2 separate regions of the Zea mays genome follow, and region 1 is linked to region 2. Evidence: chromatin contacts called from public Hi-C data. All regions are on one chromosome and are shown on one strand. Each heading gives the region's core, a stretch centred on a gene start, on an enhancer-like site or on the middle of the called end of the contact. The rest is flanking DNA. Distances are from core to core; before and after follow the strand shown.

Region 1 (3,135 bases), core at 537-3,036, 150 kb before region 2:
AAGACATATGGTCCAGCATTTCCAGGCTCTAGCTCTAAAAGCTTCTTAGCAGAAATCTCAGCAATCTCAGCATTCTTGTGCATCCTACAGGCTCCCATTAGAGCTCCCCAGATGACAGCATCTGGTTCAACTGGCATGGTCTTTATCAAATACAGTGCTTCATCCACAAGTCCAGCTCGACCAAGCAAATCAACCATACAAGCATAATGCTCTAATCCAGGTTTGATGCCAGATTTTGTACGCATAGAATTAAAAATATCCCTGCCTTCTTTAACTTTTCCTGTGTAGCTGCATGCTGTAAGGGCCCCAATATATGTAATTCCATCAGGCACCATCCCAGCCAACCTCATGTCATCGAATATGTGGAGTGCTTCCTCTCCCAACCCATGTTGAGCATAACCAGTGATCATAGAGTTCCACATCACAACGTCTTTGGGCTCAAACATGTGAAAGACCCTTTTGGCCTTATCCAAATTGCCACATTTGATGTACATTGTGATTAATGCTGACACGGCATAGATGTCCATATCAAAGGAGCGCCTCAGCATTGCACCATGCACTTCCCTCCCATAATCAAGAACAGCCAGTGCTGCGCATACGGTGAGGATGCTGATGACTGATGGGTAGTTTGGACGGATTCCAATGTGCAACATCTCACGAAAGGTAGACAGTGCCTCCATCAAGAATTCATTCTGTTCATATGCTTTGATGATTGCACTCCATGTTCCATCATCTCTCTCACACATCCTGTCAAAGACTGACTTGGCAGCATCCACCATCCCCTGCTGCCCAAACCCAACAATCATCCCATTGCAGGCAGCCAATGGGTGATCTGGCATTGCATTAAACAGCTCCTCAGCATCCTCTATGCGGCCAGCCTGTATATACCCAAATAGCATTGCAGTCCACGACACCTCATTTCGCTCAGGCATCACCTCGAACAGCTTCCGGGCAAGGTTCACCTGCCCATTCTGAGCGTAGCCAGAGACCATAGCTGTCCACGACACAACATTCCTCTTTGGCATTTCATCAAATAGAGTGCGCGCCTCATCAACCCGGCCAACCTGGCAGTACCCAGACAGCATGGCAGTCCACGCAACAACATCCTTTGCGGGCATTTCGTCAAACAACTTGCGAGCCTCGTCAACACGGCCGGCGTCGAGGAAGCCACCGAGCAGCACCGTGTACGATATGTGGTTACGCTCAGGCATTTGGCGGAACAGCTGTATGGCGTCAGCCAGGAGGCCGTGGCGCACATACCCACGCAGGAGGGATGTGAAGGAGACGACCGAGGGCGGGTAGGGGATGGTGGCGAGCGCCGCGGCGGCATCGGGGAGGGTGTGACGGCGCAGGGAGAGACCAGAGATGAGCGCGTTGTAGGAGGCGAGGTCCCGCGTGGGCATACGGTGGAAGACGCGGAGCGCGGCGTCGGGGAGGTGATTGCGGAAGTAGCCGGCGAGGAGGGCGTTGTAGGAGGCGGTGGTGCGGAGCGGCATGGCCTCGAACGTGGCGCGGGCGCCCTCCATGTTCCCCGTGCGTGCCAGCCGAGCGATGCGCGCGTTCGCGTCCACTACCGCCGGCGTTGAGCTCGACGGCAGGAAGCGGACGGGCGGGAGGCGCATGGTGGCGAGGTATGACAGGAACGAGCACAGGAAGTCGGCCCTTTGCCGACGGATGGCCACTTCGCAGTATTGCAGTCGCCGAAAACATTCTCTGTACTTTCGAAACTGTACAGTTCTCGAATGCATTTACCCCATGCGTTCAAAATATAGGACGGAAAACCATTTTTCTCGATGGATTTTTATTTTTTAAGGTCACTTTTATTTCATTGAAATTGAATTTCATTCTACGTAATTATAATTTAAACACAAACTAATTAAATTAATATATTTATATATACAATTTATTTGTATATTATACTAAAATCGTATGAGATATGCAAGTTCTAGCCAACATGCCACACTCGAGCAGCATCCAACCAACATGCCACACTCGAGCATAGAGATGGCAACGGGTACATAGCCGTCGGGTAGTGCCGTTCCATATCCGTACCTATCCAAAAAAACTTTTACTCGTCGGGTTACCCATATATGTTCGCGGGTATAAAATCCTACTCGTACCCGCGCGAGTAATTTTACCCGTCGGATAACCCGTACCCACTAGAAAAGACTTAAATTTCAATATATTAATCACTCAAAACATTAAATAAACATAAAAAATAAGTCCAACTTCACATATAATCATATGATTATATAACTTGGTAACTAAACAAATGATAGCTAGAGAAGAGTTTTATTTTAGCTAAGATGGGCTCTATTAGATGATTATAGTGGTATTGTTGCGGGTATATTCTACCCATGGGTAGATGGATATGGGTAGTACCAACCTATACCCATGCCCGTCTACCCAACGGGTAGAGGATCTTGCCCATTAACATACCCGCGGGTAGAGAAATCATCCCATACCCTCCTTCATATCGGGTAAAACCCGTCGGGTTTCGAGTACCCATTGCCATCTCTGCTCGAGCAGCGCTCAATCCCTAGGCCAGCACACGTGCCTCATCGCCTGCTTGCTTTTGGTTTCTACCATCCACTGCACCTTGTTTTTTTGTTTGGGTTCATTGTTATCTTCACCACCTTAGGGCTTGTTCGGTTCTACCCCAATATATATGGATTGAGGGGTTTTTAATCCCTAGTAAGTCAAAATATCTCCCAATCCGTATCAATCCCCTCTGTCGGTACCCCGAATCAGGAGTACCCCTACTACAGTATAAAGACGCCGCGCGGAGAATGGCACCCCAACCCCACCACATGGGCAGGTTCAGGGATACCACGTGGCGAGGAAAGGTAATACACCGCAGGGTGCGTTATCGGGTCCGGACCCTCGCGGAGGAACACCAGACCCCTGTACGCACAGCCCGAACCCTCGGATACGGTCCGAAACTCCAAAGAAGGCATACCGACGGGCCCCAGGCCTCTCCGAGTAAGGTCCGGGCCACAGCAAGGTCCCGGGACGGAAGGGACCCCGACATGAGTGAGGGTCCGGCGCTGGCACGTGTCCAGGCTTTGCCCTACGCTCCCCACTCAAGCGGAGACCCGCTGCTACCGCGTGGCTTGTGGCCCGTGACATAAGCCA
Region 2 (3,222 bases), core at 640-3,139:
ATATGCCCTTCCATCTTCACCATGACCAGCGGTCAAGAAGGCGAACCGCCGCGCAAGGAGCGCGGAACTGCCCTGCGGTTATACACCCTTTCATCTCCACCGCAACCAGCGGTCAAGAAGGCGAACCGCCGCACAAGGAGCATGCAACCGCCCTGCGGTTTCTGCAACCGGTGGTACAACCTCTGACATGGGGGCCCAGGCCCACATGTCACACACCCGGCGCACCGGTCCCTGGATACAGGAAAGTTGCACCACCGCTCGCGCCAATACCGCGCCTCCTCGAGACCAAGAAGATAGATTTCCAAGGAACCGATGCAGCGACTCGAGGCACCCCGCGCATGGCACAACAAAGGCATTAAGTACGGAGTTCACAGGACAGTTAGCCTCGGGGGGAGGCATGGCAGTCGGCGTGACCATAAGCGGGCTGGCAGTAACTGCATCAACGGGCACGCAGGAGCAACGAGCCAATCGTCAACCAAACTCTGCCCCGCCTGCAGGCTCGCATCCTCCCCTGAGGCGGGCTCGGGGGCCACTGTCGGTACCCTGGATTAGGGGTACCCCTTACTACGGTATGAAGGCTCGATGCCTGTGTGGCTACCCTTAACCGAACGAAGAACAACCCCAAGGGTGTCTCGTGGGTAGTTAAGGTGGCACTCTTAGAGACAACGCCCTCAGGCCCAGTAGGCTCGGGATCCCTGTGCGCACAGCCCGGACCCCCGAGGTAAAGCAACCCGAAACCATTTGATAAGGTTCGGACCCCACCAAGTGAGCTCCGGACCACCCATAACAAGGGCCCGGGAAAGGAAGTGTCATGACCTGGGCATAGGTCCGGGGTTGACACGTGTCCTGACTCTATCCATGGCTCCTCCGCCCCCCTGCTCGGCCAAATGCAGCCATATGGCTTATTGTCCATGACGTGGGCCGATGGGCGGAGCATGACGTAAGGGTTCTGGGCCGCGCGGCCTCCGCATTTATTACGGAGAGAACGCACCGCCTGACCACCCTTCTGGCAGATGATGTGCCTCCACGGCATTTATTGCGTCCTGTCTATTCCGCTGGCAGGCGATGCCAGGGCCACCCTGCAGACAGCGTACCTGTCCAGTCCATTGACGAAACAGTGCGCCCGTGCTACGCGGTGCACTATACTCGTCCCTTATACGAGAAGCTTCCCCCAGCGCGCCGAGTCGACGCGGATCTCGGGTGTCAGGAGATTACACGGGCAGGGCAAGCAGTAGTTCCACCCTTCCATTTGTCCCTGGGCCCACGTGTCGGGGCTCAGAACCCTTGTACATGCCCCCCTTGAGCTATAAAAGGGGAGGCATGCGATGTGAACAAGGACAGACACACTTAGACCCAGCACAGGCTCACAAGTTCATACAAGCTCTCAAGTTCAATACATCACACATTGGAGTAGGGTATTACGCTCTGGCGGCCCGAACCACTCTAAACCCTTGTGTGTTCTTGTGTTCATCCCTCTAATCTCCAACAGGCAAAACGCTTAAGCCCCCTCCGCATCTTAGGACTTAGGGCGGGTGCACTCCGCCACCCGGCCGGAGAATCGCATCTCCGACAAGCATGATTCTTCACCTCTCATGAAAACCAAATAAATATATGGAAGTATGCATCATGTTGAAGTTTTGGATCTGCATTAAACTCAAGCATAAATATAAAACAAATTTAGCCTTGAATCCAAATTTGAAATCTGAAAAATATGGGAACCTAAGAATTATAGTAGGGAAAGGAATGCAAAACAGGATAAATGGAAAAGAAAAAAAGGAATTTAGGCACCACTCAAACCCACTTTTGGCCCGGATTGGCCCAACCGACCCCTCTCCTTGCCACGCTGACACGGGGGCCCAACCGCCAGCCCTCTACATGTGCCCTGGTTGTCCACCTCGCAGTGCCGACAGACTGGTCCCACTGGGCCACCACCCAGGGCACGCACGCGACCGCACTCGTGCTGGAGTCTGGAGCCCGCTTGTCAGCCCTCTTCTCCCCCTCGTCGTAACAGAAACGCGAGCTACGTGCGGCCGCCGTTGCTGCCCATCTGGAGTCCTCGCTAATCAGCCGGTTTGGGCGAGGGCGATAAAGGCAGGAACCTCGGAGCACCTCGTGACCACTTCCTCGCCCATCTTGAGAACAACATGTGAATGCCGTGAGCTAGAGTGTCGTGGGTGGTAGAGAAAATGCAAGGGAGGCCGCCAGCGTGGGAAAATTGAACCACGACGATTCTAGTCTTGGGATTCGACTTCGGGTGATCGTCGAACCCGTAGAAGGTGTGCGCCTAGCAGATTCGGGCGACGTTCACTAGGGTCCTGAGCAATTGCTCATCGACAACGGAATCACCATCGCGGGTCGCGATACGTCGGGCGGCATGGCTCCTCACGTCATGATTGGCAGGTGTGTGCTCCCTAATCGAAATGCTATCGTTCGGGCGTCGTGTAGGGGACTTTGAAATGGGTAAAAGTGCACTAGCATGTCCTGGGACCGCCTCACCGGTGTGGCTCTGCCGCGGTCTGGTGTCGGGACGGGGGATAGGAGACGAATCCCTGGCCGTTGGATGTGTTTGGAGCGGCCGTGATTCATTGTGTGAATACTGGTTTGGTGGGGGAAGGCGAGGAGCGTCCGATCGGGATCGAACGTGTGAGACTTGAATCACACTTCATTAAACCATGGGCACTGATCCTGTAACCAAGGGTCACGATTGCATACCGGTTCAAAGTATAAAACTCTTAATCTGGTGCGCGAGATTTAGATTAGACGGCTGTGATCCTTGCATTTCCCTTCGCGTTGATCGTTTTACAAAAGAGTCCATGTTTTCTTCATGAATAAACCCGCAATCCTGCCACTTTATAGAATAATTAACCGGAGCCCTGGTATTTATATCTTTGACCCTGGTCTTTGGTATAATGATGCCCACAATAATAGAATAAATTAGAAAATTGATTTTTATGTAGAAATTAATTCCCAAACCTTAATAAATCCATAACTTCTTTGATTTAACTCCAAATTGATCCATTCCAGTTGCGTTGGACTCATATTAATATTGTTAACTAGTTAGTAACCTTATTTTACTATGTAGCATAGTGATAAAAATAAACTCATTTTGTTTTATGTTTAACACCTAAATATTTAGAAAATCAGAACTCTTTAACCGTAACTTCGAATTTAGTGGTTCTCGAACCTAGGATCTCGTTACGATGCATAGATCATTATTATGCA

The links. Hi-C and Micro-C count contacts between places; a contact is called where the count stands out from the background.
Region 1: a contact with region 2 is called in a Hi-C map of leaf, with 5 times the contacts expected there. The contact joins the promoter of LOC103634583 here to the enhancer-like site in region 2. A contact is called at or near these places in 3 of 25 Hi-C or Micro-C datasets (all in leaf).

What each region holds. Positions count from the first base shown.
Region 1 is chr1:51,619,893-51,623,027 of Zm-B73-REFERENCE-NAM-5.0, reverse strand. LOC103634583 (pentatricopeptide repeat-containing protein At1g56690, mitochondrial) reads right to left here and starts at 1,786. Exons shown (of 5, transcript XM_035963596.1): 1 at 1-1,786. The coding sequence starts at 1,748.
Region 2 is chr1:51,474,213-51,477,434 of Zm-B73-REFERENCE-NAM-5.0, reverse strand. No RefSeq gene overlaps it. Among protein-coding and RNA genes, the nearest start is that of LOC606403, 40 kb to the right of the region's middle. Within about 2 kb of position 1,889, at least 18 of the 20 cell types and tissues checked have an H3K27ac peak or open chromatin away from gene starts, as enhancers often do. A contact at or near this core is called in leaf, where this site is marked.